Linked DNA regions of Rattus norvegicus: region 2 is linked to region 1. The links are chromatin contacts, called in public Hi-C maps. All regions are on one chromosome and are shown on one strand. Each heading gives the region's core, a stretch centred on a gene start, on an enhancer-like site or on the middle of the called end of the contact. The rest is flanking DNA. Distances are from core to core; before and after follow the strand shown. Region 1 holds the start of Notch2 (notch receptor 2). Region 2 overlaps Notch2 (notch receptor 2).

Region 1 (4,014 bases), core at 1,057-3,556:
AACGGGAAATAGTTACAGGGTGAATTTCATCTCACCCTAAAGGAAAAAAGCTTGCTCTTTTGTGATAGGGATTCAACTGACAAAGTGTCTAGGTGACAGTAAAACCAGGGAATCACTCCCACTGCAGAGCAAAGAAAAAACAAAAGTAAGGGGTGGTCCAGAGCCGTTCAGAAGCTCACACAGATGGGTTGACAGCTCCTTGCCTTAGGAATCAGTGATGTTCAAATTAACAACTGGCCACAAGCCAAACATGGGAACACTCAAAAGTTAGGGAGGGAGAGTTATAATTGGTACCTTGGCAAAATACCCCCATAATAGATTAGGAAGCTTCCCTGCTAGACCCTGGGAAGATTTAAGATTTGCAACAGCAACGAACTCTTTAATCTCTTTTATGAGAATAGTTTAGCATCTAAAGAACATCTGTCTAAAACCCAAAATACCTAAATTTGAGCCAGCTGGACTAACACTCAACTTGACCCCCAGGGATAGTAAAGGCCAGCAAGAGCAGAAGCAGGGGCATCAGTTGAATGCACTGGGGTTCAACACGTCAGGAAAGCCCATGGACCAGCCTCATCCTGTTTCTGTTGCCAGTGACTGGTGAGTCTCTTTACGGCCCTAGGTATTAGTCCCCAAAGTACTCAGAAAAAAAAAAAAGTTATGCTTTTAATCCTCTTTCATAAGGGAAAGACACAGATCATGAAGACTAAAGTTATTTACTGTGTAAAACAAGTCACGGGGGAACCAAGCACTGTAATCCTCAGAAAAATCACACTAATTATACACCTCTTTACCCTAAATCTACACTTAGGGCTAACAGCTTCATTCAAAGAAAAAGGGTAAGGCAAAATGCCATCGTTGAGTTTTTAGGAAAAGTCTTGGAAACCGTTCATCCTAAACAGGCTCCTTGGTCCACTTCTGACAACCTGCGGACCCAGCAATGTAAGTCATTTGAACTTTTCAAAAAGTATCTGGTTGATGCTGAACAAGCCAGCACTGTTTGCAGGTGATAAATAATCGAGTCCTCAAAGCATCTGGAATTGGCATGTCCGCTGCTTGCTACAATGAACAAAGCCCGGATTTTTCTGAAACTCATCCTTTCTCTGAAAAAGATGTCGTAGGGGTTTTCTGGTAAAAAGCTAACTGTTCTTGAGTTAAAGGAGGACCCTACCAGTTCATCGAACACTGTGTACAAGTCATACTCCCCACTGGAAGCACAAACTTCACCCAGAAAGACCAAACCGCTGCCCCTGTCCTAAAAGAACTTTTCTCAATATCTTTTAAGCGCTACGGGTTTAATATACATTCTTTTAATTAATCCTATTAGCTGGGTAATTTCATCCCCATTTTATTGGTGAGTTAATACAGCAGATTTGAATCCAGGATTACAGAGCTGGGCTCCAAAGTTCTTTCCATACAACATTCCAAAGAAACGTAAGATCTAAAGATGTGGGTGGAATGGGCAAAGTATGATTCGATTTCCTTTCCTGGCTCCCACCGTGTTAGAGAGGGGGCAAGGAATATCCCACCATAACGAGCCTTTCTAAGCAAGCGCTACGAATCAACCACTGTCTCCACTTTTCCTCGCCTGCCCCCGCCCCTGCCCCACCCCCAACGGTGCCAAAAGAGCAGCAAGCTGCTGCCAGGTCGGAGGAGTTGGGGATCGTCACACCACATTCCTGGGGCTGGACGCACACTGGAACCGCAGCCGAGCTCCGCGCCTCGGAAAGAATAACAGCAGTTGAGATTTTCAATCATGTGGCTCAGCACGCTGCCACACCAGTTCCCCCACTGCTGCCTCCACCTCTCCAAGACCTAAGCCCCACGCCCAACTCCTCCTCCGGACAGACCGACCGATCCGGGTGTCAAAAGTTGGGAACGCCGCAAGCCCCCGCCGCCCTCCCAATCATACTCGCACCTCGGCCCGCGAGCTGCTCGCCCGAGACCCCGCTAACGCGGAACCCGAGACGCTACGCGTTGCCAAGACTCGAGGCCCGGACCAGGCAGTTTGGAAGGCGCAGCCCCCGGAGCGCGCAGTGGCAGAGGGATGGTCTCCCGGGCGCCTGGTACTCACCGTGCGCGGGGCCCGCGCCGCACAGCCAGAGCCACAGCAGCGCCCGCAGCGCGGCGGGACGCAGAGCGGGCATCTTCACTGCCGCAGCCAAAGCAGATCCGCATGGGGAGCGGGTCCCGACCAGGAGCCCCGCTCTCGCGTGCTCTACCCTGCCCCCGCGGCTCGCCGAGTCCAGGAGCTGCCGCTACGCCGCCCCGGCACTCCGCGCAGCCAGGCCGCCGCCCGAAGTTTGGCTGAAAGTTTCTGGCTGAGCCGCGCGGCAGAGTGGCCCGCGTGTCCTTCCGCCTCGGCCTCCTCCCACCGCGAGGCTCCGCCCCCGTCGCCGCCGCGTGCCCAGGGGTTTCCCGCAGAAAGAAGCGCCGGTCCGCTGCGCGCGGAGGGATCTGAGCGAACAGCACTTGGTACTCGGCCCGCCCGGCCGCCTGGCCCGCCCGTGAGCTCCGATAAGGGGTTGGCTGAAGCGACCAACATCAAACGCGAGGGTTTGCGCGGATCCTGAACTTGTAAAGAGAGGCAGACCTCATGCCCCACACACCCACACACTCCTTGGCTGATTAGAGAAATGAGGGAGAGCAGACACGGGGCTGTCAACGGAAAGTAGGCGCCAAAGTCCTCTTAAGGGGACATTCCTTGAGATGCTCTGGGCATTTCGTTCATTCATCTATTCATCCATCCATCTTTGGTTCTTTTAGTGAACTTCCTGTAGCAAGATGCTTGGGACCCTGGGATCATCCACTCTAGGGTCTAGGATAATTTAGGGGAGGCTTTCAAAAGACAGGTATCCTGACAACAGAAGCCTGAAACTCTAGTCAAAGTGTAGAAAATGGTAAGAACCAGAATACTCTTTGTAACCTATTAATAGCTGCGAGTTAAGAGTGACCTAAATGCCCCACCCTTGGGGGCTAGGTGAATAATTCGTAATTATAAGTGAGGTGCAATACGACTGAAAATATCACCTTCATATACGTCAACCGTAAAACCAAAATGATGATGAAAACACAAATTGCAGAGCAAGACTCTAAGAATACCATTCACATATCTTATGGTTGTTTGTGTACATCGTTTTTAAATGACAGATAAAGCTATAACCCTAACTAGTTCTTTCCAACGTGAGTGTGGACTGTGATCTAGCCTGGGTATAGATGAGTTTGTAGAGTATATGAAACTGGCCACTACAAGGAATTGCATGAACCACACAGGACTATCTATTTCTGTCTTAACTACACTGCGAAATCTTTACCGCCAAAGACCATGGTCGTCACCATCAGTGCCTATCACATAGTAGATGGTGACCTAGAATGCAGAATACAAGTGAATATGGGTGTGAACATTAAAACTGCATTTTGAGAAGTGCTTTAGGATCTGGGGAAATGGCTCAGAGGGTAAGAGGGCTTGCTGTGCAAGCACAAGGACCTGAGTTCAAATCCCCAACACTCACATTAAAAGCCAGGTTTGACTATGCACATGCCTGAAACAATTGTATGGGATGGAGTTAAATGAATCTCTGGGACTAACTAGCTGGTAGCCCAATTTCAGGTTCCATAAGAGAGACACACAAACGCTTCTCAAGGGACTAAGATGAGTGATAGAACAGGATAGCTGATGCCTTCTGAACTCTACACATGTGCATATATACATATACAGCATATATCACTCACATACACCATGTATTATACACACAATACACCATACACGCATATATCATATGCCACATACATATACACATATGTTTGTATTTTGATGCTAATTCTGCTTCCCCAGGAGGGGATGCCTTGGATGAGAAGTGAATCACGTACTCAGGTGACTTCATGTAAACCTTCTCTCCATTTTAACTCATATAACTCTAGTTCTAAGAGTTCTGGCTTCATGGGCACCCACACATATGTGCACAATCCCCATCACACACACACACACACACACACACACACACACACACACACACA
Region 2 (4,014 bases), core at 641-3,140, 50 kb before region 1:
CCATTTTCAGTTCAATTCTGGGCCACACTGCTCTTTTCTCCACCATACACTTAGTGCTTGTCCTTGTTACAATGATTTAAACACAGCAGACTCCAAAGGACGCCACTCTAGGGCACCGGTTCAGCTTTCTAAGCCACTACCTATCATAATATGTCCTGCCAATGACGTAAAGAAAAACATTAGGGAAAGATCATTTCCCCAAGAAACTTTCAGCTCTTCCAATTTCCTAAGGGTCATAATTCGACATCTCTTTTATCTAATCTCTCTTTAAGTTATATACAGTTGCCGTGTCTGACAAGTCTTGTTAACTGAATTCCTTATCACTTGTGTTAACTGTTCCCCTATTGATAGCAGTTCTAATCATCTTTAAAGCCTCAGGTCAGACATCTTGTTGCTGGCTCTATTCCCACCTCCATGCATCAAACCTTAAGGCACCGTAAGGTAATTTCAATCGAGTGGTATAAGCATTTCTAAACTATTCCCAAGAGGCGATAACCAGCCCCTGCTTGCACCAACGTGATGCAGCGGCAGGACGTCACCGTGTTCATTTGTCCTGCTGCTGAGCCTGTACCTCAGAACCAGCTCCCTGCACTGCAGATCTGGTTCACCGTAGGAGCTGGAGCACAGCACTGGCCCTCTCTCTTGTGACACAGACTCAGTATGAGTGCCTGCCCTCACGGGGTCCTCACGTCTTCACAGCACTGAGAACCCCATGCAGCAAACAGTAAATGCTGTATTCACAGTATTGTGACGTAAAATGACTGGCTTGCTGCTTCAACAGTCTTCAGTCTTTCCATTATAAGATACATCTTTCCCTAAAATTCTGTCCCCCCACACACACCCCACAGTAACTAAAAGCCTATGCTCACACTAGCATTCTTCGTTCACAAGTTCATGCCAGCATGATTCATAATAGCTGAAGGTAAAACAGCCCAACTACCCATCCCCTGGTGAGTATTCTATCCACACAATAAAACATTATCTGTCCAGAATAAGGGACGGACTACCTGACACACTAAAACATTATTATGCTAAGTAAAAGACGGTGGAAGGGACAGCCAGAGGTGTGACTCTGTTCTTGGGAAATGAGCTCAGCAGGCAAATGCAGACACAGGCAGATGCTTACTTACTGCCTGGTCCACAGGGCTACGGCCATTACCTATTACAAGTCTGCTGCTAATGACACAAAAGAAGCTACTGCTCATTGCACATGCAATGGGAGAATAGGGTGAAGGCAGGAAAGAGAGAAAGCAGTAGAAAAGGTTTCATCTGAAAGGACTCCTTTAAGGCCCTCCCTGAAACAGCCAGCCAGGCCCTGCCTCTCCCAGGCACAGTAGCCTGGATTCTGGACATGGAACAGGGACAAGAATGGCAGTTCCCACCTATCGTCCATCTGCAATGGCCACAGTGTAGGCTGTCTCCCCAGTAATACAGGGCAGGAGAACTTCCCAAGTGAACAGCCACCCATCGAGAGAAAAGCCAAAAGCAGGGAGCAGCTCTGTCAGCTCCAAAATGGGTGACGTCTGAGGAAGAAACAACCTCTCTTCCAACTAAACACCAGGGCTTGCTCACCCCATTTCCACCAAATGTTCCAGCAGCAGGGTGAGCCCAAATTGTGCCCAGGCCGTGCTGCAACCCTTTTGCTTGTGTTTTTGGGAGTTTTATTTTTATTGTTGGTGAGGATTTGGTCATTAAAAACAACAACAAAGGAAGCCCCACCACACACAGGAGGGAGGGGCAGTCTTCACACAACAGCAATTTCAAAATCGTGAGTTTTCAAAAACTGTGCAGAATGTGGAATGGAGGGAAAATGTCTCCTGTGGGCTGCATCGCAGTGCAGCTGCTCCTCATTAAAGCTCCTCTTGACTCCCTCTGGGCTGGTTTCCAGCAGAAAATTCTTTAACCAGAACTCGGCTTTCAACCCACTTTCGTCTTGCTCTGGGCCTCTCAGCCCTCCGCTCTATGGTGGCGGCCAGCCTCCACTGAGCTCAGGAGGGGGACAACCGGTCATTAAGGTACATGGGGGATGGGGGCTAACGACCCACAAACCAAATGAAACGCTGGACAGTAACAAAGGTCTGTAGTTTAAAGGGCCTCAAATCAGTCTGTTCTTTCCTGTGACCATGATGCCAGCCAGGTTTCCTGCCACCACCACCCACCCCTACCCTGTTCCCATTCCCCGTTAAAGTAGATAAAAGTAATTGCTAACAGATGAAGCTAGCAGTAACCAGTGAAAGTTCCTATTTAACTTTCAATTCCCAAAGCCAGGCTGAAAACATCTAGGTGCCCCAAAGTTTTTAGACTCCAGTCTCAATGCCTCTGCTACACTCAATATCCCAGGCCACTGGGTAACCTCAACGTGTCCCTCAGCCCCACATCTCGCTAGACTATCAACCTCTTAATTCTGTGACCGTGCAAAGGTAACTAACTGGGCTGTGCTCACTGCTGACTTGTTTTGTTGTTATTGTTTGGCTTTTGTTTCGTTTTGTGTTCAGCGTGGACCTACAGCTAACTTCCTGATAATAGAAAATGGAAGCTGCTTTATCATATGCATTGTCCCACAACCCCCCACTACACTCATTCCCTGCTGCTACTTCCAAAGACGAAAGGGAAATAAAGAAAAAAGAGAAGGAAACAGTATATCTTACCCAGTAAGAAGGGGAAGTGCTGGTGTGCACAGTGGAGCCCCAAACAGGCTGTTTGTGGTAAAACATGCTTTCTAGGGCCTTCTTGGTTTGATATAAAGAAACAAAGACCAGTATACAATCAACCCTACACACACACACACACACACACACACACACACACACACACTCTCTCTCTCTCTCTCTCTCCCCCCCACCCGACCCCCACACACAAACACTCACTCACACTCCCCCCCGCCCCCTCATACACACACACCCACACCTCCCAAACACACCCCAACACACACACTCACTCACTCACATCTGACACACAAAGACTGCAAGGCAGGCGTTTTTCTACTATGTAAATCTGCTTCCTGGACAGCACATTTCTGCCTTTCTTGTACAAGTATTTCAGAAAATGTTAATCTTGATTCCCACATTAGCTGAATGCTTCCAAATTAAAAGTTTCCCACAGGAAAACTCCGACAAGGGAGCTGGGAGGCCAGGGTTTGTCTTCTGGAGCCCTACCTCGATTGGCTCACAGGTGTTCAGGTTTCTCCACCCCTCATCTGAATGAAGCAATGAGCACACTGACTCTAACACATCCAGGCTGAAGAGGCTGAAGAGGCAGGGCCTCAGACCCGCTGGTTCACAGCAATTCGACCCTAGGTCGGCGCTGGAATGGGGAGCCGGGCAATAGGAAGACAGGCTTTATTTACACGGGAACTTTGCGAGTGCTCTTGTCCTCCAGCTGACAGTCTGAGCTCACTTACCAGAGCTCTGAGACCCAGCTGAGTGCCCAGGGCCTTCAGCAGCCTCTGAACAATGGAACCAGGACACAAACAGTGCTGAGGCTGTGTCCTTGCTGTAGCAGAAGGTGGCTCTTCCTGTGTCTTTCCGTACATAGTCAGCCCTTTACCATATTCCCTGGACCCCGAAAAAATATCCAAAGGTGACTAAAACACCACAAACCTGCTCTCATCACAAGAGTTCACAAAAAGCACCCTCCACTGTAACAGACAAAGTGCCTGAGAAGATGTCTGTTGTAAGTGCAGTGGAAACAAGGATCTGTAACCGACGAGCACTCCTTACACCACTACGCTGTATCTGGCCCACATCTGAATGTGCACGATGCTGTATACGTTATGTTAATGTATGACTAGCCTAACTGTCTATTTGGGTGACTTTTATATTACTGCTGATGAAGTCAGGCCTTGCTCATGCTATGCAAGCCTCAAGCACTGCGCACCATTCCCAAGCCCTGGAAAGAGTCCTGAGTTCCTAGTAGACTTTGACCTGGTGCATTGTCTTGAAACAATTTTCTTGATGTAGTTTTTCTTCAAGCACTATACTCTCTCTGTATTCAGCTTCCTCTACCTCAAAGGAC

Evidence for each region. A called contact is a pair of places that touch in the nucleus more often than the background predicts.
Region 2: a Hi-C map of the A7r5 cell line shows a contact between it and region 1, with 1.5 times the contacts expected there. The contact joins the enhancer-like site here to the promoter of Notch2 in region 1. A contact is called at or near these places in 3 of 12 Hi-C or Micro-C datasets (the A7r5 cell line, kidney and liver).

Annotation. Positions count from the first base shown.
Region 1 is chr2:188,297,628-188,301,641 of GRCr8, reverse strand. It overlaps Notch2 (notch receptor 2), which reads right to left and starts at 2,306. Exons shown (of 34, transcript NM_024358.2): 1 at 2,072-2,306. The coding sequence starts at 2,144.
Region 2 is chr2:188,347,032-188,351,045 of GRCr8, reverse strand. All of the region lies in intron 2 of Notch2 (notch receptor 2), which reads right to left. Among named protein-coding and RNA genes, the nearest start is that of Notch2, 50 kb to the right of the region's middle. Within about 2 kb of position 1,890, at least 42 of the 93 cell types and tissues checked have an H3K27ac peak or open chromatin away from gene starts, as enhancers often do. A contact at or near this core is called in the A7r5 cell line, where this site is marked.